7 separate regions of the Mus musculus genome follow, and regions 1, 2, 3, 4, 5 and 7 are each linked to region 6. A link is a contact called in public HiCAR-type, HiChIP or PLAC-seq and promoter capture Hi-C data. All regions are on one chromosome and are shown on one strand. Each heading gives the region's core, a stretch centred on a gene start, on an enhancer-like site or on the middle of the called end of the contact. The rest is flanking DNA. Distances are from core to core; before and after follow the strand shown.

What was found. Promoter capture Hi-C pulls out the DNA fragments that hold promoters and counts their contacts. HiCAR-type assays count read pairs that join an accessible place to other places. HiChIP or PLAC-seq counts read pairs in DNA pulled down with a chosen protein or histone mark. Capture Hi-C pulls out chosen DNA fragments and counts their contacts.
Region 1: a contact with region 6 is called in an H3K27ac HiChIP or PLAC-seq map of extraembryonic endoderm stem cells, with 7 times the contacts expected there. The contact joins the promoter of Trim3 here to the promoter of Trim6 in region 6. A contact is called at or near these places in 7 of 39 promoter capture datasets (embryonic stem cells, hippocampal neurons, liver and 3 more), 2 of 484 Hi-C or Micro-C datasets (both in embryonic stem cells), 6 of 115 datasets of contacts at active chromatin or transcription factors (cardiomyocytes, embryonic stem cells, epiblast stem cells and 2 more) and 2 of 9 other capture datasets (adipose tissue and liver).
Region 2: a promoter capture Hi-C map of liver shows a contact between it and region 6, with 3 times the contacts expected there. The contact joins the promoter of Smpd1 here to the promoter of Trim6 in region 6. A contact is called at or near these places in 4 of 39 promoter capture datasets (the 3T3-L1 cell line, cranial neural crest, embryonic stem cells and 1 more), 1 of 484 Hi-C or Micro-C datasets (B cells) and 1 of 9 other capture datasets (liver).
Region 3: a contact with region 6 is called in a promoter capture Hi-C map of embryonic stem cells, with 2.4 times the contacts expected there. The contact joins the promoter of Tpp1 here to the promoter of Trim6 in region 6. A contact is called at or near these places in 8 of 39 promoter capture datasets (cranial neural crest, embryonic stem cells, frontonasal cranial neural crest and 5 more), 5 of 115 datasets of contacts at active chromatin or transcription factors (embryonic stem cells, epiblast stem cells, pancreatic cancer cells and 1 more) and 2 of 9 other capture datasets (adipose tissue and liver).
Region 4: an H3K27ac HiChIP or PLAC-seq map of embryonic stem cells shows a contact between it and region 6, with 8 times the contacts expected there. The contact joins the promoter of Apbb1 here to the promoter of Trim6 in region 6. A contact is called at or near these places in 5 of 39 promoter capture datasets (the 3T3-L1 cell line, cranial neural crest, liver and 2 more), 3 of 115 datasets of contacts at active chromatin or transcription factors (embryonic stem cells and stem cell-derived neural progenitor cells) and 2 of 9 other capture datasets (embryonic stem cells and liver).
Region 5: a contact with region 6 is called in a HiCAR-type map of astrocytes, with 4 times the contacts expected there. The contact joins the promoter of Dchs1 here to the promoter of Trim6 in region 6. A contact is called at or near these places in 1 of 39 promoter capture datasets (frontonasal cranial neural crest), 1 of 115 datasets of contacts at active chromatin or transcription factors (astrocytes) and 1 of 9 other capture datasets (adipose tissue).
Region 7: a promoter capture Hi-C map of embryonic stem cells shows a contact between it and region 6, with 4 times the contacts expected there. The contact joins the promoter of Dnhd1 here to the promoter of Trim6 in region 6. A contact is called at or near these places in 5 of 39 promoter capture datasets (embryonic stem cells, frontonasal cranial neural crest, liver and 1 more), 1 of 115 datasets of contacts at active chromatin or transcription factors (cardiomyocytes) and 2 of 9 other capture datasets (adipose tissue and embryonic stem cells).

Annotation. Positions count from the first base shown.
Region 1 is chr7:105,631,674-105,635,144 of GRCm38.p6, reverse strand. Trim3 (tripartite motif-containing 3) reads left to right here and starts at 1,574. Exons shown (of 12, transcript NM_001285870.1): 1 at 1,574-1,768. It overlaps Arfip2 (ADP-ribosylation factor interacting protein 2), which reads left to right. Exons shown (of 8, transcript NM_029802.4): 8 at 1-944.
Region 2 is chr7:105,552,313-105,555,754 of GRCm38.p6, reverse strand. It overlaps Smpd1 (sphingomyelin phosphodiesterase 1, acid lysosomal), which reads right to left and starts at 1,395. Exons shown (of 6, transcript NM_011421.2): 1 at 918-1,395; 2 at 1-533. The coding sequence starts at 1,223. Gm39063 (a long non-coding RNA gene) reads left to right here and starts at 1,394. Exons shown (of 3, transcript XR_869857.2): 1 at 1,394-1,653.
Region 3 is chr7:105,750,577-105,753,785 of GRCm38.p6, reverse strand. Tpp1 (tripeptidyl peptidase I) reads left to right here and starts at 1,551. Exons shown (of 13, transcript NM_009906.6): 1 at 1,551-1,615; 2 at 1,733-1,804; 3 at 2,057-2,196. The coding sequence starts at 1,599. Dchs1 (dachsous cadherin related 1) reads left to right here. Exons shown (of 21, transcript NM_001162943.1): 21 at 1-797. The coding sequence ends at 328.
Region 4 is chr7:105,579,465-105,582,795 of GRCm38.p6, reverse strand. It overlaps Apbb1 (amyloid beta (A4) precursor protein-binding, family B, member 1), which reads left to right and starts at 1,305. Exons shown (of 15, transcript NM_001253885.1): 1 at 1,305-1,661.
Region 5 is chr7:105,785,684-105,789,174 of GRCm38.p6, reverse strand. It overlaps Dchs1 (dachsous cadherin related 1), which reads left to right and starts at 1,625. Exons shown (of 21, transcript NM_001162943.1): 1 at 1,625-1,816.
Region 6 is chr7:104,217,043-104,220,521 of GRCm38.p6, reverse strand. It overlaps Trim6 (tripartite motif-containing 6), which reads right to left and starts at 1,727. Exons shown (of 8, transcript NM_001013616.2): 1 at 1,639-1,727.
Region 7 is chr7:105,649,280-105,652,414 of GRCm38.p6, reverse strand. Dnhd1 (dynein heavy chain domain 1) reads right to left here and starts at 1,639. Exons shown (of 44, transcript NM_001370803.1): 1 at 1,474-1,639; 2 at 1,144-1,343; 3 at 109-913. The coding sequence starts at 1,207. It also overlaps a transcript of Timm10b not described here.

The DNA of each region.
Region 1 (3,471 bases), core at 325-2,824, 1.4 Mb before region 6:
GATGCCAGTTTAAAAGCTGAGATCTGAAAAGTAAGTAGCGAACAGCTGAGGAAGAAAGGCCAATGCTCATAAAGTCTGAATAAGAATTCAGTCCAGAATGAAAAATTAAGTGGGTGAGAGACAAGAGGCAGACTTGATCTTTGGAGAAATGGAACTAAGAAACCTCTTAGAGGTCTGGCAGCACGGGAGAAGCGAAGTGTAGAGAACATACTTCCTGGACTATTGGGTAGCCTAGTGACCCTTGCTTGTCACTCTAAGCATGAACCCTGCCTGAGCTCCTTCACATCCAGTGAGTAGCTACCGCAGAGATAAAGGCATTCTCACCGCACCTGCTGCAACCTGCACTGCTCTTGTTGAAGTCAAACCTTAATTGTATAAGAAATCACAAGAAAACTCCCAGCAGCACTTTAGACAGGGCTTGAGTGCGGTCAACTACAGGTCCAAAGACAACTGCAGACTTCTTCAGCATTCTGTCCCCTCTAGAGGGTGGAGAAAGGGGACCAACCCAGTCAGCAGGTTCCCACAGCACAGGGTGCACACCACTCTGACTTGACTCTTTGTCAGTGATAACTGCAATCCCCAGCCAGGCTTCTGGGGCTTTAATTAGCCTTTATGTAGTCAGCTGTCTGCCTTGATTATTAGAGGTGCTGGTTCTCTTATTAGCCCCCTACTTTATGGGCCACTGAGGATTTTTGTTGTAAGGGCATTGAATCTTCAAATGGTTGGAGACAGAACCTGAAAGCAGAGCCCAAACATGGCTCCACCATTTTCTAGCTGATTAGGATTAATGCCTGGGGAACATAAGCTCGCTCCGCTCCTTCCGTTGTAAAGCTGCTAATAAAAGCAGCTACCGATTACGGTTATGCGTATTAAATGAGATAATGTATGTAAAGTGATTAGCTCTGTCTGGCACGTAATAAACACTCAGTCCCTGTTAATGTACAGTTTTTATTGTATTGTACCTAGGCTGTTTTTCCATAATGCAATGATTCTGAGAATTGCTCTGGGTCTTTGGTGTAAGGAAGGAGTCGCGCTGGATGGTCTAAACCAAATTTCCTCAGGCGGCACCTGAGGAACCTAAAACCGAAAAGAAGTCTCCCACTTGGCCTGCAAACCCCTTCTCCTAGAGTTCTGGGTTGAGGTACAGGTGGTCCCCCTCCCTCTTGCTCAGTGGAAACCAAACTAGCAGATTTCACAGGAGCCTCCGGGAAAGCCCAGGAAGGAGCGACCAGAAGCAGCAGGAACGGACTCTCGGAGTACTAAAGCTGGTTCTAGCTGCTTTTACTTGAAGGCATCAAGTGCCACTATCAGACCTCAGCTACTCACCCTCGCCCTTAGGCCTCGTGAGCCAGAGGCAGCAGGCGAGGATCCCGGATCTAGGATCTAGGATCCGGGATCCGCTTGCCAGCTCCAAACCGCACCGCAGAGGGAGAGCCAAGAGCCGCAAGGGCGGAGGGGCTGGCGGGCGTGGTCTGAGAGGTGGGGGCGTGGTTGGGGCGGGCCTTCGGCTCCGGAGTCGCCCCCTCCCCCGACCGGTCCGCAGCCCCGCCCCGGCCCCTCCCTCCGGCCTGTGCGACGGGTCCAGCGGCAGCGGCGCCGGCGCGGGGACAGACGGAGGCGCGGGACGTGGGGCGGCGCCGCGGGCAGGGCCGGGCGGACGGGCGCTGGCAGCGGGGGCAGCGCTGCGGGCCGCTCCGAGTGGCTGCAGTCCGGGCCTTGCCCTCCCATCCTGCTCCCACGCCGTGAGTGCGCCGCGCGGGCCCCAAGGGTGCGTCTGGTCCACCTGTGTATCGGGGTGCGGGTCCTGGTGCTAGCGGCGGTGTGTGGGTCCGAGCGTCTTTGGGTGGGGGCGCGGATGCTTTTCAAAAGCTGTTCCTGTCTCTGTCCACGTGAGGCGTGTCCGTGTCTGTGAGAGCAGCGGGGGATTCTTTGGGCTGTGGCTGCTCACGTGAGGTCCGTGTTTGCGGGCTGTGTGGTGGGGGGAGGCGCGGGTGGATGGGTGATGGTTCATTTTAGGAGCGCGGGTTTTGGGAGTCTCTGTGTTGGCGGAGGGTACCGAAAGCTGCGGCCGATGGTGTTGGGGGTGGGTGGGTGGGGTTGCTGATTGGCACTCTGGAATCTTGTGGCCCCGCTCGTCCAAAGGGTTCCTTTCTCCTGAGTGCAGACTCCTCCACCCCTGCTCCCTTCTCCGTCCTCCTTAGGCACCAAGAAGCCCACCAGCCAGGATGGAGGACATCCTTCCTCCACTGCGGGCACTGCTTGCTGGACAGGAAGCTTCCTGCAGAGGCTGTGTCTTGTAGGAAAGGACCCCTCTAGTTCTCCCTTAGCCTGGGCCCTGACTGGAGGACTCCTGTCCCCTCCCTGGTTTCCACCTCCTTCCCCCTGCACTTGGTTTCAGAACCTGGGCCACAAATCTGCAGGGACAGATGGTTGCAGGTTGGAAGGGCAGGCTGCACCCCAGGGAGGTCATTCTGACTTCAAAAAAAAAAAAAAAAAAAAAAAAAAAGGCAGGCCCTGTGCATGTTCCTGGTGTGGGAGTCCTATGCGGACCGCTAAAACCCAGGACTTGCTCCAGAGGGAAGATCTGAGATTCCAGGGTGGATGCAGTGATTATCCAGGTCTCCAGACATACTGTGCAGCGTATCAGTGCCTATCTCCTAGGCAGGGGTCTGGTTTGCTGCAGAATGGGAATGTGAGCGGCAGGCCTGACAGGTGCCCTGCCTCTCTCGGCTTGGATGCCTCCAGTGATATTACCTCTTAACTGCTTAGACTGTGGGAAGCTACCTTGTGTTATAGAGGTCTCTCTCCTTGGAATTTTGTTCCTTTGTCTTGTCTCTGCTTTTGATTTTGCTTCTCTTTGCTGAGAGGAACCTGCAGAGTTTAAACATAACTCTTCTGTCACCAGCATCTATTGAGTACTTTCTATATGGTAGTTACCAGCTCAACTGCTTAGGGGACAGTGGCATTTCTGCTCATGGAACTTGAGAAAAAAAAGAACCATAGGTGGGATAGTATCGCCTTTGTTCAGAAGATATGTGATTGCTATAGAGGAGAGTCCTGAGAGTGAATGCCAAGGTGACAATCTCAGAAAACATTTATTTTGGAAAGCAAGAGGAGGGGTCGCCTGTGAGCACTCTCTAACATGCCTAACCATGTGATGGAAGTTAGCAGTCAAATCATCAAAGTAGTTTGTATTAGGATCTAGTCATGGCACATTGCAGTCTGAAGGAGCCTTGATTTTTGAAAACAAGACCATCCTCTTCCTCCCATTTTACAAATATGGGTATGGGGTAAAAAGTTGCTTAGATATTATCTTGTGTGGTAGAGTTAGTGACAGGACTAGATCCTAAATTTCATGGCTTAAAGAAATACGTTTTGAATTAAAATGGAATTACATCACTTTGCCTCCCCCCTTCCCTCCCTCCAGCCTCTCCCAGTTATGCTCCTACTAACCCTTCCCATGCTCACCTT
Region 2 (3,442 bases), core at 146-2,645, 1.3 Mb before region 6:
TGGGCAGGGATATCTCCCGTCCAGTACACCATTTCAAAAGGGCCGGCAGGGCCCAGTCCTTTCAACAGGCTTTCTAGCGTTCGCAAGGGCAGGTCACACTTGCTGTACTCGCCCCAGAACCCAGCCCCCTTCTGGGAGTTGGGTGGCCATCCGGACCCCCGGCGGCAGCAAAGTGGATCTGCACAGTAAGGGTCTGTGCCCTCCAGGTACTCATGGTCCCAGTGTAGATCAGTAAGGAAGAGGACACGGCTGACAGGGGCACCGGGGGCTGGTGGGCTCGGTGGCTTTGGGGGTGGCTTCGGCACTGATGGCAAAGAGATGTTCCAAGTCGAAAAGATGTCCCAGTGTCCACAAGAGGAGCCCAGAAGCAAGCCACAAGCCTCTGATGGGCTCAGAACTGAACGTGTCCACACCTCCACCACATCGTCCTCAAAGAGATGGACGGCTGACTGGCACACATCTAGTGGTGCTATGTTCAGCATCTTGCATATCTTGATGGCCACAGAGCCTACCCGTGCCACATTGGGCTCCTTCTGTGGTGGAAGGAACCAATGAAGTTAGGTCAGAGACAGAACAAGTGAACCCTGGCCACCACTCCACAGGCTTCCATGTCTAAATCGGAGCTAGGATAACTCTGTCACCATGATAAAGAGACATCAGTATCTCCCACACACTGCCCAGCAGTTCAGCACCAGGCCTCTAGCTACCTACTCTAGCTCAGGGTGTGCTACCATTTCAAGCCCACAATTAGCCAGCTGACTTTACTCTCCCTAACTTTATAAAGGTCACAGTGGGGTAGTGGTAACATGGATGCATAGGAAGCACCCTCTACCAGAAATATATTGCCCCCTCCCCCGGGCATACCAGTGCACTTCATCCTGCCCCCAGCATTCCACAACAGCCCTTCACGCACTCACCTTCAGCCCATGGTTGAGAGCAGTGAATAAGACTTTGCAGGCGGGGCAAGTGAGGTTCTGCCACCCAAAGGCACTCTGGAGCGGCGGCGCTATGGCACTGAATTTGACAGAATGGCCTTCAGAAGGAAGAGGATAAGCTCTGGCAGGAACCCAAAGAACCGTGGAGTCAAACAGAGCCAGAACCAGCGCCAAGCCCAGCCCCATCCAAAGGAGTCCCACTCTGGGTGCCGGTAAGGACCTCTCCAGTCTCTGCTCCCAGCCGGCTCTGAGGTGGTCCTGGCCGGATGATGCTCTGTGGTGGGGCATTGCCAGGCTCGTAGACAGGACTGGCTTGCCCCTCCAGGCCCCACAGGCCGAAGCCCTGGCTGGCCCTCGGGGCCCGGGTAACGCTGGAGACACCTGATTACCCTTCGTTGTGGTTGACTGATAGCTCAGCAGCCAGCCACAAAACAGCTCCTCCCCTTCCTGTTCCTCTTATGGCCCAGCAACTGTGGGGGAGCGGCTGTCAAAACCTTGGGGGCGGAGCAAAAGGGGGCTCGCCAACCCGCCCTGATCCGCCTTCTTCAGCCACAGCCCAATCACCCCGGGCGGTCTTAGGACCCGCGGGGTTGGGGTGGGTAGGTGACCTCGGTAGAGACAAGCTTCACCACCCTGAGCCATTGCTGCGCGAGGCTGCGGGCGGCGGCCCCGATAATTTCTGCCCAGAACTGATGGAAGCCCTTTAGGGAACTCCCAGGTGCCCCTCTCTTCCACCCCCCCTCCCCGCTTTTTTTTTTTTTTTTTTTTTTTAAACATTCAGATTCCTAGAATAGATGCCCGGCTCAGCTGGTCATTAAACTGAGAAGATTAACTAGAGAGGGCTGGGGCAGCGATGCTTGCATTGAGCGGATTGACCTGCCATGGACGGTCCTCCCCTCGATTTCCTATGCTCTGCCACCATTACAGCAGCCTTGAATCACTTAAGGTTTTGTTAATGTGTCTTTCTTTTAATTTAAAATTTTGCATTATTATTTATTTATGTGTATGGGTATTTTGTATGTGTGTGCACCACGTGCGTGGTGCCTGCTGGAGGCCGGAAGAGGATCCACCTGGACTGGAGTTATAGATGTATTGAGGTCGCCACGCCCGTGCTGCGTGCTGGGAATTCTACCCAGGTCCCAACACTATTAGGTGTGGGACCTGCCCTGGAGCCTGGTCAACCTACCAGGGGTCGTCATATCCTTAAAAAGAAAACTGCCTCTTCTAGGAGCTCTCCGATGCCAATACGCCTTAGCTAGGAGTGAGCCTTTGGAATTTTGTCTCGCTTGAACATCCTGTGCGTGCTGTCACAATCATGGCGATTTCACTGCATGCAACTTCCCTGTCGTGCCAGAAAAGTTTCCTTTAGTCACCCGCTGCCTCTGGCTCTTCCAGTCTTTCAGTCCCACTTTCAATCACTTAGCCTTGTAAGGAGAGGTGTGATATAGACCCCATTTAGGGAGGATCACTTCGAAGTCTCTTGTTCTCTGATGATCATTTGTAGGTGTCTGTGTTTAACTCTCTCCTGCTTCAAGAAGCTTCACTGGTGAGGACTGCTAAGTGCTCTGATCTACGGGTACACTAAAGTCATTTAAATACTGTGCCTATTAGCAGAATAATAGTAGTAGGTTCTCTGCCCCGCTATGGGGGTTATGACCTATCTAGCCACAGGCCCTTACACTGATAATGGTGCCAGGTATGGGTTACATCTCATCTCTCAAAGGTCTTCTTAAGTGTTTTTAATCCTATTTTATCTGTTGTTGTTTGTTTGTTTTGTTTTTGAGACAGGATCTCACTATGTCTTGCCCCAGGATCCACAGTTCGGGAGCCAGCCAATCTTCTAACAAAGCTTTAATTCAGAATTCTCAGGATAGAAGGGACTTTTGGCTTTGTTTATTTATTTATTTTTATTTTTTCAAGACAGGGTTTCTCTGTATAGCCCTGGCTGTCCTGGAACTAACTTTGTAGACCAGGCTGGCCTCGAACTCAGAAATCCACCAGCCTCTGCCTCCTAAGTGCTGGGATTAAAGGCGTGCCACCACTGCCCGGCTCATTTCCTCCTTTTTAATAGAGAAAGAGTTGGGTATACTCCTGTAACCCCAGCACCTGGGAGGTAGAAATAAGAGAATCAGACATTCAAGGCCACCCTTAGCTACAAAGTGAATTTGAGAAGTTTGAGTCTACCCTGGACTGCTATGAAGCCATACCTCAAAAAATTAAAAAGAGGAATTATATCCACAGTGGCAAAAAGCTTAATTTATCAAATTCTGTAAATGTGCTAAATACTAATTCAGGTGCTTTGTAATGACTAGTTTTCAATTCTCACACAATCCCACAAATAGCAATAATACTGCTATTCTTGAGCTGGTTGAGTGGCACATGCCTATAATCATAACATGTGAGAAGTAGTGCTGCATTTGCATATAAGCTATACACATCTAGATACTTTAAATCCTGTTTATTCCTAATAATAGCAGTAGTTGTTACATTGTATTGTTAACAAGGAA
Region 3 (3,209 bases), core at 302-2,801, 1.5 Mb before region 6:
TCGTCCGTGTCCTCCAGCTCCCCGTATTGACCCACCACCCCTCATCACTGCTGTGGCACACCCAGGAGCCAAGTCTGTTCCCCCAAAGCCTGCAAGCACAGCTGTAGCCCGGGCCATCTTCCCACCAGCCTCTCACCGCTCCCCTATCAGCCATGAAGGCTCCCTCTCCTCAGCTGCCATGTCCCCCAGCTTCTCACCCTCACTGTCTCCTTTGGCTGCTCGCTCTCCCGTTGTCTCACCATTCGGGGTAGCCCAGGGCCCCTCAGCTTCAGCACTCAGTACAGAGTCTGGCCTGGAGCCTCCGGATGACACAGAGCTGCGCATCTAGCTGTGGCCCTAACTGGGCCCCGACCTGGGACACGTCCAGTGTCCCCAAAGCAGGCCCCATTCTCAGCCTGCCCTGGGCAGCCTCGGACCATGACTGACTATGGGGAGGCCACCACCAGTCCCCTGCTCTCCACCTTAAACTCTTATAGCTGGGACAGGTCCCACATTTCTCTGCAGTTCCTTCAGCACTAGGACCACAGAGGGCCTGTTGGTCATGACCTGTGGCCAGATCCAGTGTGGAGAGAAATAAGAATGAGGCAACAGCCTTGGGTTCTCTTCAGCCAAGACTTCCTGCCCTGCACCAGCGCCCTGCGATGGAGCTGAGACTTTATTTATTGGGGGTTAGGGGGATGGGGAGGTCCCTCCAATCTGGGCCCAGCTCTTTTGGGTTCTTCTGACATCCCTGCCCCTGCCCAGAACAAGTGCCAATTCTCACTCTGGAGCCTTAATAAACTGCAGTTTGTATCCAGCCTCTGGCTCTGTTCTGTCAGGGTAACCAGAAGTCACTGGCGTAGCACTGTGGATACCTGGCACAGTAGCCAAGGAGGCCCAGAGGGAGGGCGGACAACAGGACATGTAGGAGTAGGGTTGGCACTGAGAGCTCAGAAGCCTAGCCTTGGGATCTCTGCTGCTTTCCCCTCTAACATGGTCAGGACTTGAACTGCAGTGGTTTCCTGCAGAGACTGACAGAGTAGGAAGCAGTCTAGGGTCCTAAGCCTGAGGGTCTGGAATAAGATATGGTGATTATTAAGAGTAGGTAAGTGAAGAAATCCCCAACCCCCCCCCCCCACACACACACACCTTGGAAACATGAAATGTCCACATTCATAAGAGCTCACATTAGTTGAGTCTGCCAGGTCAGTCTTGGCTCCATAGGCTTGCTTTATTGCAATGTCCACTTTTACTCCCAAGTATGAGGCACATTTCTTTTACGTAACAGTCACTGAATTTTAAGTGAAGAAACCTAGGCTCTGAGAGCTTGTTTTTCTAATATTGTACGGCCAGGAGCAGCCCATACCTATGGGGCTTCAGAGCCCACTCCTTTATGATTCCTTTAGAGACAGACAGACTTGGGCAGCAGGTGAAGAGGAGCCCTGGGCTTAGATGCTCAACACAGCATAGAATTCTAATAGCAGCCCCAGCATTCAGAACAGCTCATTTGGGAGGGAGGAGTCAGCAACGTCACTAGTTACTAGGCAGGGAGATGGGGGAGGTGCCAGACCATGCTCATGTGACTTATCACATGACTACAGATCAGCCTGAAAGCCAAAATGGGACTCCAAGCCCGGTGAGAAACTGAGGTGGGGAGGGTAGCTAAGGGGGATTACATTAGAGGGATTACATGTTGTAGAAGGAGTACAATGAGGGTTCGGCTCCTGATGAAACCCACCTGCTGTCCCTGCAGCCTCCTAGGGCTCCTTGCTCTCGTCATCGCCGGCAAATGCACTTACAACCCTGAGCCGGACCAGCGGTGGATGTGAGTTGATTTAGTACTACAGGTGCCTGTCTCTGCAGACGCTTGGTCCTAGCTTTCCTCATCCTCAACTGCTCCTAGTACCCACTCTGTAGCCTTATTCGACACCCCCTCGGCTTAATCTCTGGTCATTTATCTCCTATGATCCTTATCTGCATCTAGGATTCGACCCAAAGTCTCAGTTCTTAATCCCAAACTTTCCATGATCTGGATTTCTCGTTATGGCCTAATCAAATCATGTCCCTGACCCTGTAGGCTGCCTCCAGGCTGGGTGTCCCTGGGCCGCGTGGATCCCGAGGAAGAGCTGAGTCTCACTTTTGCGCTGAAACAGCGGAACCTGGAAAGACTCTCGGAGCTGGTGCAGGCTGTGTCGGATCCTAGCTCTCCTCAATATGGTGCCTATCAGTTGGGGCAGGAAGTGGGAGGCAGGACCAGGCAGGCACTGGCTGGTGCAGATCATGTAGGGCCATGTTTCTGGTATGACAGACAAATGACAATAACTGCCATATTCATACACACACACACACACACACACACACACACACACACACACCAAAATTTCCACCTGAGTTCTTCAGTCTTAAAACTAAGAACAAATCTAAGCCTAGTAGCATGAGGTAATAATCCTAGCTACTTGGACTAAAACAGGACGATTTTGAATCCAAGGCATGCCTGGGCAGTGTAGCAATATTGTCAACATTAAAACCAATTTTTTTTAGAGGCCTAGCTAGCTCATTGATAGGGTGGGTGCTTACGGAGCATATGAAAAACCCTAGGTTCAAGTGCCAGGAAGATGGTGGGTGTGGGGTAGCTAGCTGTGTTTAAGAACACATGATTCATAATCAGATCTAGATTGAAATGTTCACTTACCCTACCAGCTCTCAAATGGAGGACTAGCACTTAGTGTGTGTGCATGATCAAGTCATGGACCTTACCCCACTCTCATAGCCACTGCCACACCCTCCTCTGTTGCTAGTTCAAGTCCTAAATTGTCTTTGGATTAATCCACTCTGGCCATTCCTCTTGCTACCAACTCAGTTGTTTATTCTCTTTCTGGATTACTGCCCAGTACCCGGACTGGTTTGAAGCTTCCTCTCCTTCACCCCACTCCCCAGAACAGTCCCTTCTCTATTCTAGAGTATTCTCTATGGTGCTCAGGCTGGAGTGAATCCTTCCCCTGCTTAAAGTCCTGTATGGTGAGGCAAGGGTGTGTGTGTGTGTGTGTGTGTGTAGAATGGAGGCGAGAGGAGGGGGGGGCATCCTTAGAGCACCCAAGAAGCTCCTCATATGCAGGAAAGAATGACTCACCGTTATGTTGTTTAAAATCAACAAGGATGAAGAGCTGAGCTAAATTAGAAGGTTCTGTATAACTGGCTCCAAAAGTTTGGGGAAATCTTTTTGAAGATAA
Region 4 (3,331 bases), core at 56-2,555, 1.4 Mb before region 6:
TTAATCTGTAAGCTGAATGAAAGCAGGAACTCTCTTTTGCTTTCTGGGTGTTAGCACCAAGGACAGTGTGTCATACCATACACCTATTTGCTGAGAGTGAGTGAGTGAATGAATGAATGTCCTTCTAGGTAACACGTGCTCATTTCTCAAGGATCCAGGTCAGGTGCGTGTCTTCCAGGTGGGATGCAGCTGAACCAGATTCTTTTGGGGATCTTTATGTCCGGCTTGGGATCCAACATGGTTTGTATTTCCTAGGTGCTTGTCAGATTACAATGGATTCTTAGCCACAAGTCAGTAACTGTACAAGATGAGTGATGGACATAGGGAGTTTTGTTACACTGCTCCACTTTTGCACATAAGTGCAAATGTCTATAACAAAAATTTAAAACATTCATATTTACCCAGGGATAAATGAAAGTATATTCAAAGTACTTTGGAGTACTTGCTTTGAACAAGCCAGAGATTGATAAAGTGACCCTGCATTAAGAGTATGTGTGTGTGTGTGTGTGTGTGTGTGTGTACTTTTCCACGTCAGGGAAATTCTTTAGAAGATGAACATAAGATGAAATAACAAATTTAGATTTGGGCACTGTTAGACTTAGATGCATCTCCAATCAGTTTTTCAGTATGTTCAGAGCCCACCGAGCCCACAGCTCAGGGGACAATGCTTTTGGGGTTTCTGCCCCTCTTTGCCCTTGATGTCAGGGATCTGACCATTAAGATTTGCCTCATTGTCTATCCAGGGCCTGCAGTGAACAGGAAAATAGCCAAGTACAGCATTTCTGTTTAATTTCCACTCAGTTCTCCATTTGGTCCTTTCCTAGAGTTAATTTCTACCCTGGAGTGCAGTGGGGGGGGGGGAGGCGGGGTGGGGGACGCTGTGTCATAGCTTTATATTCAGAGGCACGGGTAGAGTGTAAGAAATATCTCAGTTCTGGTTTAGTTTAACCACTTACTCTGTTACTGAGGGCAAGTCGTGTTACCCTTCAGAATGTCAGCACCTGCCTCTCAAATCCCGAGAACAACAATTGTGGGAATTGCACAGCGCTGGTTTGAGGATGAATGCAAGCAAATGGTTGAACATAGAGCCTGGTACAGAGTAAGCGGTCAATAAATACGCGCTATTATTATCCACAGGACGTCAGGGAGTGCTACCACAAGAGCCAGAGAGCAGCCGGCTGCCAGCCTCTTGAGGCGCAGCCACGGTCCCAGCACCCGTGTCTCTCTCCACCCTCCTCCTTCCCCCCTCCCTAGCGGATCAGACTCCGTGCTCTAGGCGCGTCTCCCGGCGTCGGTGCAGGACCGACGCGGAGGTGAGTCCACGGTGGCATGGAAGGGGAGAGCTGGGCAGGGTCCTGGGAGTTGGGTGCAGCCGTGCGGGGATAGACAGGAGGCCTGGGACGCAGGGCTTGCGAGGGTCAAGGGTCTGCAGGGTGCGGCTGGGGCAGCTGCAGCCAGTGCGGCTCGCACTCGCTCGCGCGCCCCGCCCCGGCCAAGATGGCGCCCCTCCCCCTCCCGTGCGCGGCTCCGCCGCTCGGGGCGCGGCCTCGCGGCCTGCGCGCTCCTGGGCGGGGGATGTTGTGATGGAGAAGCTGCGGTGTTGCGGGAGCCTTGCAGCTTGAGCTACCTTCGCCACCTGGGCCTGGGGCCTCGCCGCGCAGGTAGGTGCTGCTCCGTCTCCAGCCCAGCCCCGGGAGCAGGATCCCCAGCCTCAGCAGCCCTTAACCCTTGCAGCCTCTTCTTCTCAGAAGTCCAGGTCTCCAAGCCAGGCCTGATTACCCCCCACCCAACTCCCTTCGCCGCCTTCCTACCGCGGGCCTGCAAAATCACCCTCCGCAGGATCACTTTGGTCCTAACACCGACCGCTCCCCAAAGCTTTGCTTCTTGATCCTCTAGGATGCCCGGCGGGGGCGGGGAGGAGGGGGTGAGCGGGGGGGGGGGGGGGAGAGCGAGGGGCGATAGAAGAGTGGGGGAGGGGACGTCTAATGCTGGGAAGGGGACTTGGATCCGGGTAGGAGCCAGGCCGTGCGATTCCAGACTAGAGCCCCAGGCTTGGGATCTGTCAAGCTGCATTCTGTTGTCCTCAGCGACCGAGGGGTGTGCCCTGGGACCGGCGGGGTTCCCATCTCAGCCTGACAGAGAGGCCTAGCAGCGACTAGAGTGCTCCTTAGGAGCAGTTTTCCCTCTCCAATTCAGATGTTATTTCCAGCCTCTTCCGAGTCCTGTTTGTAGGTTGCATTCTGAGCCCCTAATTTCCCATTCATTTTAAAAATCCACTCCATTCTGTCTCTGACATCCACCGAAGCTTCTGAGCAAGGTCACTGGAGCCCTCCTTGTAACTCCAATGGACACTTGGCGGCTGTGAGCCCATTACCACTGAGTATGTGTCAGTCTCCTTGAAGCATTTTTTTTCCTGGTTTTCCTCCTAGGCACTGTCTATTGCTTTGAAGTGTTCTCTTGTCTCGTCTCTGCATATGTGATGCTATTCTGGCCTGAGCTGCGTTCTTTCACTCTGACCTTTTCCCTTGACCATTTCTTGCATGTCTAACTCTTTAAATTTCATATATAAGCTGCTGAGTCCCAAATTTATTTGTCTGGCCCAGACCACTGCTGAAATGCAAACTCATATATACTCAACTGTCCTCTGACATCCTTTTGAACAGTTCAACAGGAATTCCAAACCTACAGATTTCAAGGTGAATTAATTAACATCTCTTGTTCCCCTCATACCTCACTTACATGTCTGTTGTTCCTTCAGCCTCTCTCAATGACATCTGTCCATTCAGTTCAGGTTATGGTCACAGTGAGGTGGGGTCTGAGCAACATTCACCCTCACCTCTCGACATCAGATCTCACCAAGCTCTGTCATGCCCACGACTTCAATATTTCTCAGGTCTGCTAATGTCACTGGAGCTCAATTGCTGTCACACTTAGTGAAGACAGCCCCCCTGACTGCTCTTGTTTATTCCCTCTTAGTTACACAGCACTCATAATGGTCGTTTTAAAAATGCATCCAATCATTTATTCATTTAACAAATAGGATTTGAGCACCTAATATTTACAAGGCACCGCGAGAGGTACTAAAGATGTCATAAGAAAACAGAATAGACTGGGTTCACGTCCACAGAGAAGTGATGTCTTTGCAGGAAGTCAAATAAGAATGACATTGTAAAGATAGTCAGCATCATGAAGGAAGATGCATGGTGCGCTGAAAGATCCGAAGAACAGAATCTAGGCTGTCAGGGTGGCTAAGCGAGAAGGGGCCAAGGGAAGATGCTCTTAGGAGTATTCAGCTTGAACTAGAATGTAAAGGGAGAGTTGGGAAAATGAG
Region 5 (3,491 bases), core at 376-2,875, 1.6 Mb before region 6:
TACACCCAGTTCATAGATGAGAATACTGAGGTAAAAGAAGGTTAACCAACGTTCCCAAAGGCACACAACTTCCAAACGGCAGAGTCTGGACCCCGAGCCAGGCAGTCTGGCTCCAGAGTCCACAAGCTTAGTCACCATACCATACTGCCCTATCCAGTGGTTTGTTGTTCAAAATAAAGTAAATGAGAGCAAACCCTGTAATATGAGAGATGTTGTAAGGACTCAAATATAAGGTTACTCCCTCTTTCCTGAGAGATGATTTTGGAAAAACAAAAAAGCAAAAAAACCTCACCCTATATTCAAACTTATACGGTATTTGCAGATGACTCCCAAATATTTATGCCCAGCCCAGACCGCTCCTTCAAATGTAGACCTACCTACCCAACATGCACTTCAAAGGCAGAAGCCCCAAATCCCAAGTCATCATCTTTCCAAGCCCATTCCCTTCCCCACCCCTGCTCACCACCACCCACCGGGCAGTGCAAGCCTGAAGCCCAGATAACCATGGAGCATCTCAGCCTCTCTTTCCATCTTCCATGATCATACTCCCTCCTTTTTCCCTAAGGTCCTTTGTCCTCTCTTCCTAGAAGTTCCCAGTTTCTCTGTGCCACTTGTACCTGCTAGAATGCCTTTCTTCCCTCACATCGATCACAGTCCTAAGGACAAGGTATAAAAGCTTCCAGGTTGCTTACTGTCATCCACTTAACTGACTTTACACACACATACAAAGCCTTCCTCCCAAATTGGTCCCTCAAGACCTTTGTCATCTTCTTACCCAGTTTTTCATTTTACTTATCTAGGGAAATACACTCTCAGACTACCACCAGCCCCTAAACTCTATGGTTTAATACCTCTCGATCTCTAAATTCACATTTGGGATGGACGAGGAAATAAGAGAATGAGAAGCCAGGGCTGACAGGGGGAAAGGGAATAGGATCACAGGGTAGTAAGTGAGTAGCAGAAAAGACCGGGGATGTTAAGATGGACGGAAGGAAAGAGGAGAGGACGGGGTGATGAAGGGAAGGGAAAGGTGTGAAGTAAGAGCGGTTATGGACAAAAGAAAGAGCCAGGAAAAGGGGTGGGGAGAAAAGGTGCAGAGAAGACGGACGAACAGACAGAGCAAGATAGCGGGCATTTGATGGAGGGAAGCTGGATACAGAAAGAACAACGAGAAGAGAGACCGGGAGAAGTGGGTAAAGAAGAGGTGTGAAGGGGTGAGACAGAACAGGGCAGTGGGGCAGAAGCGGACCATGGCGGAGTAGGGATGGAAGAACGAAGACCAGTACAGAATGGAGAAAGAAAAACGGAGAGGAGGAAGGGGACGGGACGGGACGAAAGGATCTGGCGCGGTAGTAGCCTGGAGAAGGGACGGCGCGGCGCTGGGGCGGGATCCGGCGCCCGGGCCTGGGGCCTGGGGCCGGGAAGTGGAGGGGTGGAGGGCGGGCGGGAGGCGCGGGGACCGCGGCAGCGCGGGTGGGGGCGGGGGCGGGGGCTCGGCGGAGGGCGGGGGCTCGGGTTACCGCGCGGAGGGAGGGAGGGGAGGGGGCTCGGGCCGCGGCGGCGCATCTTGCATCCTCCGCGGGGTGGCTGTGCAGGAGGCGGCGCCCCTGCGGCGGTGGCGGACAGACGGACGGACCGACCGACGGTCGAGCGAGCGCAGACAGACGGCGGCCCGCGCCGAGGGCACTGTGAGCCCGAGCCAGTCAAAGCGGACGATGCGCGGCCCCAGGCCCCGCACTGGCGGGCGCTGCCCCGGGGGCTGACCGCGGCCGGACTGCGCCCCAACACTGGGCGAGGGAGCCCGCACCGCATCGAGGTCAGTGACCGGCCCGTCCGGCCGCACCCGCGGGGTCGGTCGGCCTCCCCGACTGCGGCGGCGGCGGTGGCGGAGCCGGGGGCTTTGTTCTGAGCCGAGACAATGGGGGAGGGGGGGGCCGGGGCCTGCGGGAGAGGGCGAGCGTGAACGTGAGCATGGGGGCAGGGCCGGGGGGTCTTTGTGTGCGGGTGTCATCGAGTGGGAGTGTGTGGTGGTGCTTGAGTGTGCGGTTGGGGGGCGGGGGGTTGGTGGGTGAGGGCAGGACAGTGTGTGTGCAGTGAGTGTGAGTCAGTGAGTGTCCTCGCGCGGTTGTGTGTGCATGTGCGTGTCACTTGGAGGGGGTGTGGGTCAGAATGAGGGTGTGCCAGGACAAGCAGGTCCTTGTGAGGATGTGTGCCTGGGTGCCTTTTACCTGGCTCTATTGGAGCCATGTGTCAGAACGTATTGATGGGTGTGTGACAGAGACACAGAGACACAGACAAAGAAACGGAGGGAGCAGAAGTAAAGAGAAGCAGAGGGGAGAGGAGGAAGCCTGAGGTGGCAGTGTGTCACCCAAACTAGTATTCTAAGTGCATCCTGGTACCAGAGCCTGCAAGTTTCTGTCCAGGATGCTTAGATCAGAGTCCTGGTCAGGGGACAGAGAGAGGTCACTGCAAGCCTAGGTCCCACGTGGAGGGGGTGGGGAGAGAGAACTCAAAGGCACAATGAACTCAGTGTGCATGGGCTGGGCCCACAGCCACAGGTCATAGGCCAGAAAAATATTGTCACTTATGTCAACTCTTCAAATACCCATAGGGGACATAGTCATAATCCTCTTCAACCCACAGGGACCGAGTCCCAGGCAACATACATTCTCAAGAGATACACTCACAGCCTGGACACCCCTAAAGAGGAACTGTCAGAACCAACTTACACCCACTATAGATGCCTGCCAAGCTAGCATGTACCTGTGGAAGAAGTTCTCAGTGTGGTGTCCATACAACAGTAATGTTCCAGCCATGTTACATGAAGAGTCATTGCCACAGCCAACTCATACCACAGGAGACAATGGTGTTGCCAGCACCTCTCAGAACAACACATGCCAATTGGAAATACTATCAGGCAGGGCATGACAGGGATTTTTATGTATCTCCTCAGCCTGCTCACATAAGTCACAGGTGACTCAGAACTAATAGAAGGTTGTGTTGTAACTGTCCTTACCTCCGAACCTCTTGTACAACTTCTAGGAGACAGTCATGGACCATATATCCATACTACAAGGAAAGCTATATGGTATTGCTACTGCTAAAGAAGCCCTTTAGCTTCTAAGACTCACACTGTTACTCTTCATCCCCAGAACTCCAGAACTTCTGTCTCCTGGACACTGAGAGCTGGATGTGAGCTTTTCCCCCCTGGTCCTACATGCTACCATGGAAGTCTCCATGGAGTCTCCCTAAACACCAGCTGCACAATTTCCTCAGTTTCTTTCGCTCCTGGTATGCTCTTTTGTCCCATGACTACTCTGTTTGAACTCTTCCATCCCAACCTGTATTCCACTCTGAACATAGCTTCCATCTCTTTATAGCTTCCAGATGCCTTTTCTCCTGTTTTACTCTTTAACCCAGTGGTTCTCAACCTTCCTAATGCTGTGATCGTTTAATACCATTCTGTGGTGACCACCGGCCATAAAATCATT
Region 6 (3,479 bases), core at 478-2,977:
TTACCCCTTTACGTTTTTTTGTTCTGAGACATGTTCATAAGCAGCCCAACCTTGTCAGCAACTCACTATGTAGCTGAGGGTGACCTTAAACTTTGGACTCCCCTGCCTCCACGCCACAAGTACTGGTATTTTACACCTTGTCCCACCCCACCCCACCCACTCACTCCCCAAGAACCCTAGAGCATCACCCCAGCTCTTCTACCTTTCTTTGATGCTGAGGATCCAATCCAGGACTTTGTACAAGCACCGTACCAACTGAGCCACACACCCCAACTTCTTAGCATATTATTTCCAAAACTGGCTTGATAATGCATATTTTAAAAGTTAGGCATAGAGTTTGCCCATAATAACCTTGTTTGAGAATTTGCCATGCCCGGTGGTTTGCTGTTTTTCGACCTCTGCCCCAGTAAACGTTCACCAAAACTCTAGAATCCACCCATTGTATTGCTCTGTCCACGCTACATATTAAAAAAATGTTAAGGAGACGGCTCAGTGGGTAAGAGCACTGACTGCTCTTCCGAAGGTCCTGAGTTCAAACCCCAGCAAGCACATGGTGGCTCACAACCACCAGTAATGAGATCTGATGCCCTCTTCTGGTGTGTCTGAAGACAGCTACATTGTACTTATGTATAATAATAAATAAATTTTTTTTTTTAATGTTAAAGCTCAGAGGCTAAATAAACAGACTGGGGACATACGGCATCCAATTTTCAGGTCCTGTACTGAAACACACGCAACATAACTAGCTGTAACACCTATTTTTCTCAAATGACTGATAAAATAAATGTCCCTTTGCTGTGTCGGTAGCTCAGGCCTGTAATCGTAACACCAGAGAAGAGGGTTGGAATCAAGAAGATGGTTAGCGATAGGGTAGCTTGGGTTATAGAAGGATATATCTGAAAAAAAATTGAGTTTACATACATACTTTTAGAATACATAAATTCAATGCTCCCTATCTCAGCCAAGTTATTCACAATAAATCACCTCACTGTCTCGGCCTGCCTCCGTCAGAAGTGACTCAGCAGAGTAACGGGGCGGTAGGCACCCCCAGAGAAGGTCCGCAGATGAAGAGTACCCGGTAGGCAAACTTCTCCAGAGCACGTCCGGAAGCCTAATTCCGAGGGCCAGAAATCCTGGCTGGGGTCTGTTCCTAACTCCGCCCAGCTTGCCTCGGCTTCCTCTGGAGAGGCCCTAGGGCTCCTAGCTCCGACTGGTTGCAGCCGGTGTAGACCGGGTCGGGGCAGGTAGAGTAGCTCATCTCCCAACTCTTCCTGGAAGAAGCCGGGCCTGCTTGGGAGGGGGTTGGGGGTTGGGGGGAATAAACCTACTTCCTGGAGCTGGGGGAGGAGATGTTGACCTCTGAATCCACTCGGGACTCCGAACGGGAATCTCCCAGAGCAGTGTGCCTTTGCCTCCAAAATCCAGGTTCAACGCCCGTTTCCCGCTTAGGGCTATAGGAATACTGCCTATTCCTAGCCGCGAACATGCCTCTCCAATGCTTCCCAAACTCAAGGAAACTCAAAGAGGCAGTCCCGCAACTCTTCTTGCACGCGTGAGCCCCAACACAAATAGTAAGGCAGCACAGACTCTACACACCAGTGGGACAGCAACGACTGGTCAGAAAATGGGTTTGCTCACCAATCTGGAATCCGTGCCTGGATCAGTGCCGAGGACTTGCAGCCAAGGAGACGGCTCCTTCCAGTACTAAAGCCGGACTCCAGGAAAAAGGGGCGGGCCTGGCGGAGGAGGCGGGGCTGACCCCTGTGCTGGCTGGGACCAAACCCCGGGTCAGAAATGCGAAGATGCCCTAGACAAGTCTATGGAACAGTCTTTAAGAACATCATCATTAGAGACTTAGGCTTTCTACCGTATGCAAGTGTTTAATACACCTGTTCTCACTATCAATATATTGAAATGTCTAAAGAATAAAAGGTCTAGCCATACAATTAAAAGGTGACTGCATTTGATGGATTACAAAAATCTGCCAACTTTAAATTACCTGTGTGTATCTCTAATTTTAACGCATGGAACCAAAAGACTACTTTTATACTGAAGTACTTATACATTTACATATGCAAACTGAACTGGACTGGAACTGGACTGTAAGGGTTTTGGGTTTTTTGTTTGTTTGTTTGTTTTTAAGATTTATTTATTTATTTTATGTATATAAGTACACTGTTGCTGTCTTCAGACACATCAGAAAAGGGCATCGAATTCCTATTACAGATGGTTGTGAGCCACCATGTGATTGCTGGGAATTGAACTGAACTACTCAGGAAAAGCAGTCGGTGCTCTTAACCACTGAGCCACCTCTCTAACCCCTAGACTGTAAGTTATTAAAGGCAGGGCTACTGTGAAAAGAAAAGAATGCCAAACTTCCTGGTTTGGGAGACTGACAACCCAACTGATCTCAGAAGATGGGGGGAGGGGGAAAGACTTTGGGGAGGAGCTGGGGGTGGAGTAGGAAGTGGCTCAGCAGTAAATTGTTTGCCTTACCTGCATGAGCCTGTGAACTGGGCTGACTCACAATTGTAATTCAGCATTAGGAGACTGAGGCAGGAGGATTACTCATAAATTTAAACCAGCCTGGGCTACAGAGTGTTTTTGCCTCGAAAAACTTAAAACACAAAATGAAAAGTCAAGTCAGGAATAGATGTTTGGAGTGAGGATGGGAAAACATGGTGCAAGCATTCCTTTTTTTTTTTTTTTTTTTTTCTGGTTTTTCAAGACAGGGTTTCTCTGTAGCCCTGGCTGTCCTGGAACTCACTTTGTAGACCAGCCTGGCCTCAAACTCAGAAATCCGCCTGCCTCTGCCTCCCAAGTGCTAGGATTAAAGGTGTGTGCCACCACGCCTGGCTGGTGCAAGCATTCTTAAGAATCATAGAAAAACAGAGCAGAGAAGATGGGACGCTCAATGTCTAACATACAAGGGTAAGGTTTATTTGGTTTTGAGACAGGGTGATGTGACATGCATATTTCTCCCAGGCTGATTTCAAACTTGCTGTGTAGCTGAGAATGGTCCAGATTCTGCTTCTGTGGTGGTGGCGGTATTGCAAGCGTGCATCCCCTTGCCCCAGCTGATCCAGTGTTGAGCATTGAACCCAGGCTTTGTGCGTCCGGGCAAACACTCTGCCAATGGGATTAGCTCCTAAAAGAGATTTATAGACAGCACAAATAGGTGGCACCATCATATGGAGGAAGAATTTGGTAAGATCTCAAAGACAGGGAATGTGGGATGAGAGGATCTCTGAATGTGTGGTTCTTCAAGATTTCTGTGTTCTTACACTCCTTTGATTACTCCAGACTTGGTTGTTCTGTTACACAAAATTGCTATGGAGCCTGAGTTTGCCTGCTGGTATCATGGTTGGGGGTTCTCTGGATTGTCTCTTTAAATTCCAAATCAGTTCTCAGAATTGTAACTTTGTTTGTTTGGTTTGTTTGTTTGGACAAGGTTTCTTTGTATAACTGCCCTGGCTGCC
Region 7 (3,135 bases), core at 390-2,889, 1.4 Mb before region 6:
AATCCTGAAGAGCCATGAGGAGCTGGCTCAAGAAGCCAGTAGCCCTGCAGGCACCTAAACTAATTCATTTTATCTCTTCTACTTAAAGCCCCAAACCATGCCACTCACTTTCTCCCAGCAGGTTCGCCTTCTGCCTGCTCAGTATCACTGCTTTCATACTGTACAGGGATGTCTGTAGCCAGTGCCAAGGGCAAAAGACTAAGGCTGTCCAGCCATGGGGTCTCTTCTAGGGCCACCTCAGCACCAACAATGCCCAGACAGTGCTGTAGCTCAGGCAGTGTCAATGGTCGGAGCCACGTGGCCAATTCCTTTTTTTGTTGCCGGTCCCACTGGGCCTTCACAAAAGGGCATGCTGAGCATGGAGGCCCTCGATGAAACCTCTTCATCCATAGACCACAGTCAACATGGGAAGAACTATGTAACAAAGAACTGTCTGGGGGAAAGGCCTTGTCTATGGCATCTAGCAGGTCCAGCTCTAGCCGGGCTTGGACCTTGGGTGCCCAGCAGTACAGCTGCTCCAGGAAGGGCAGCAACTCGAGTTGACCAGCTAGCATCTCACGGTATGGAGGCAACAGGCCCAGTACTGCATGCAGATAGCGCCAAGCTTCACAACTGCCATCCTGCATCACAGCTGAGAACAGAGACTGAAGCTCAGACAGCAGCAGCTTCAGCAGTGTCCGCTGCTCTGATTCAACCACTGCCTTGAGATCCTCCTGTTTCATTTGACAGTCCCAAGAGTGTTCTTGTCCGCTGCAGCTACATCCAACGAGCCCAGACTGAAGGGTATAAAACCATGGGTTTTTCTTCTCTTCCAGAATAAAGTGGAGGCAGGTATTCAATTGCTGTCGAACAGATCTTGCCCACAGCTCGGGGTCCAAATGCCAATTCCAGGCTTTTGGCTTCTGGGTCTGACCTGTGGGACCCAGCGGGGGGGGGGGGGGAGGGAGGGAGGGACATGTAGAAGTTCTGGCTCTGGGCTGTGCCAGTAGGGTTAGGACAGCAAGGTGGATATAGAGTTGCAGAGCATAGGAAGACCAGTAGAGGGCCCTTACTGAGCCACTCACTGTCAAGGACTAGCACAAGTCCAAGAGGGAGCCCTCCCTGCCCAGGAGCTCCTTCCCACCCTCCAAGGCCTCGTCTCACCTGGCCTGCAGGATGTAGAAGGCATGGGAAGGGAAGGGGGACTGGTCTGTGAATGAGGTTTCATTGCGGAGCGCTCCCTGTCGTGAATGAACTTAGACTCAGTTCCAGTCACTTAACACAGAGACCGATACACGCTTGCAAAATCTTTGGAAAAACTGTGTTCACATGAGGAAAACTTCAGAGTGGAGGCTGGCAACCACCTTGAAAAGGAAACACAAAAGGGTTGTCACTCAAAGGCAGCAAAGCTCCCGTCCCCTGAAGCCTTTACCACAGACTGAGAAGGTCCAGAGTGCAAAGCCGGCTACTGGGTAGGGAAGCAGTTTAGGACACCTAGCGGAAAGACGTGGCAGAAGACAGCTCCCGGTGCGCCAGTGGGAGGGGCCTCCCTAGGCACTGGAAGAGCTGAGCCACTGAGGGCAAGGGTAGCAGATCCCAGAGCCAGAGCAGAGGACTCAGCTGCACCACCTGCTCCCAGCTGTTAGAACCGTTACAGAATCCTGGAGGCCCGAGCCTCAAATCGGAGCTAGAAGGAGAGTTCAACAGGCATGTGGGAGGGGCCTGGGGGCGGGACCGGGACCCAGGCCACACTAGCATACTGCTTTTAACCTGACACCCCAAAGGCCCAAAAAGAATCTGGCTGAGCGGGAGACTGAATGACAAGATTGATTTGGGGGCACTAACAGCATTAGGGGCGTGGTCGTAGGAAGCAAGTGTAATCCTAGGGACTCACTCGCTCACTGATTTTTCCCTCCCCTCCCTTGACAGCATATCCAACTGTCCCACCTCAAGTCCCAACAAGAAACCCGAGTAAGACAAACATCTTGTATCTCTCTCAACAAGCTACACATCTAGTAGTGAGTGGTTTAGTTATGAAAGAAAGAAAGAAAGAAAGAAAGAAAGAAAGAAAGAAAGAAAGAAAGAAAGAAAGAAAGAAAGAGAGAAAGGAAGAAAGCAACCTACCTCTGTTATAGATTTTATTCTAATCAGTGGAAATTTTGATAGGCCAGACAGTAAAAAGAGTAGACTTGGGGGAGGGGGGAGTAGGGTGTTTGATTTCATATATTTCAAGTTTTAAGTCTGAGATACAGATCTCACAGGTGAGAGGCATAGCTCAGTGGTCCAACACTTGCCTCATATGCTCAAAGCCCTGGGTTTAGTCTCCAGTCTAGAAATGAAAGCTGTCCTTGAAGTCATGACTCCCCTGCCTCAACCTCCTGAAGGAAAGAATTATATGTATGTGTCCAACTAGAAGTTTAGTGTTTGCTCTCACTTGAGTCACATTCAAGCTTGAGTATTCCCAGGACCATGGTTAGAGTGTTCTGCTTTCTCTAAGGCTAAGCAAATAGTCTTTGCTTTCAGGATCCAAGAGAGTTAGTTCATCACCTCCTCTGCCTAGGCCCATTACAACTAGTGAGATGAAGAAGAGAAGAAATCACACCTCTTTATGAAGGGCACAACCTGGAAGTTGCCTGTGTCACTCCTTCACTTGCCCTGACCTAGGCAAAAATAAAACTTTCACATCTAATCTTTTTTTTGCAAAGGTTGTGGTGGTTTGAATGAGAATGACCCCATAGGTTCATATATCTGAATGTTTGGTCCCTTGCTGGGGCTGTTTGGGAAAGATTAGAAGGTATAACCTTGATGGTTCATCTCACTGGTGGAAGGATTGTATACAAGAGTGAGCACTTTTCTCCACATTGTTCTCAAATTTTTATTTCAAGTTTCTGCTCAGGCATGCATCCCCTTATAGTGAATCCTTTAATTTCCCAGAAGTCAGCACTCTCCCAGGTCCAGACCCTCTTTTCCCCAAACTAATTTTACCCCATACTTTGATTGCTATCTCATATTTGCTTATCCATTTACCCTGATAAAAAATGTAAGCTCCTGGAGTTACAGAGACAAACTGTGGAGCAGAGAATGACCCAACAGGGGATCCATCCCATATAGTCATCAAACCCAGACATTATTGTGGATGCCAACAAGTGCTTGCTG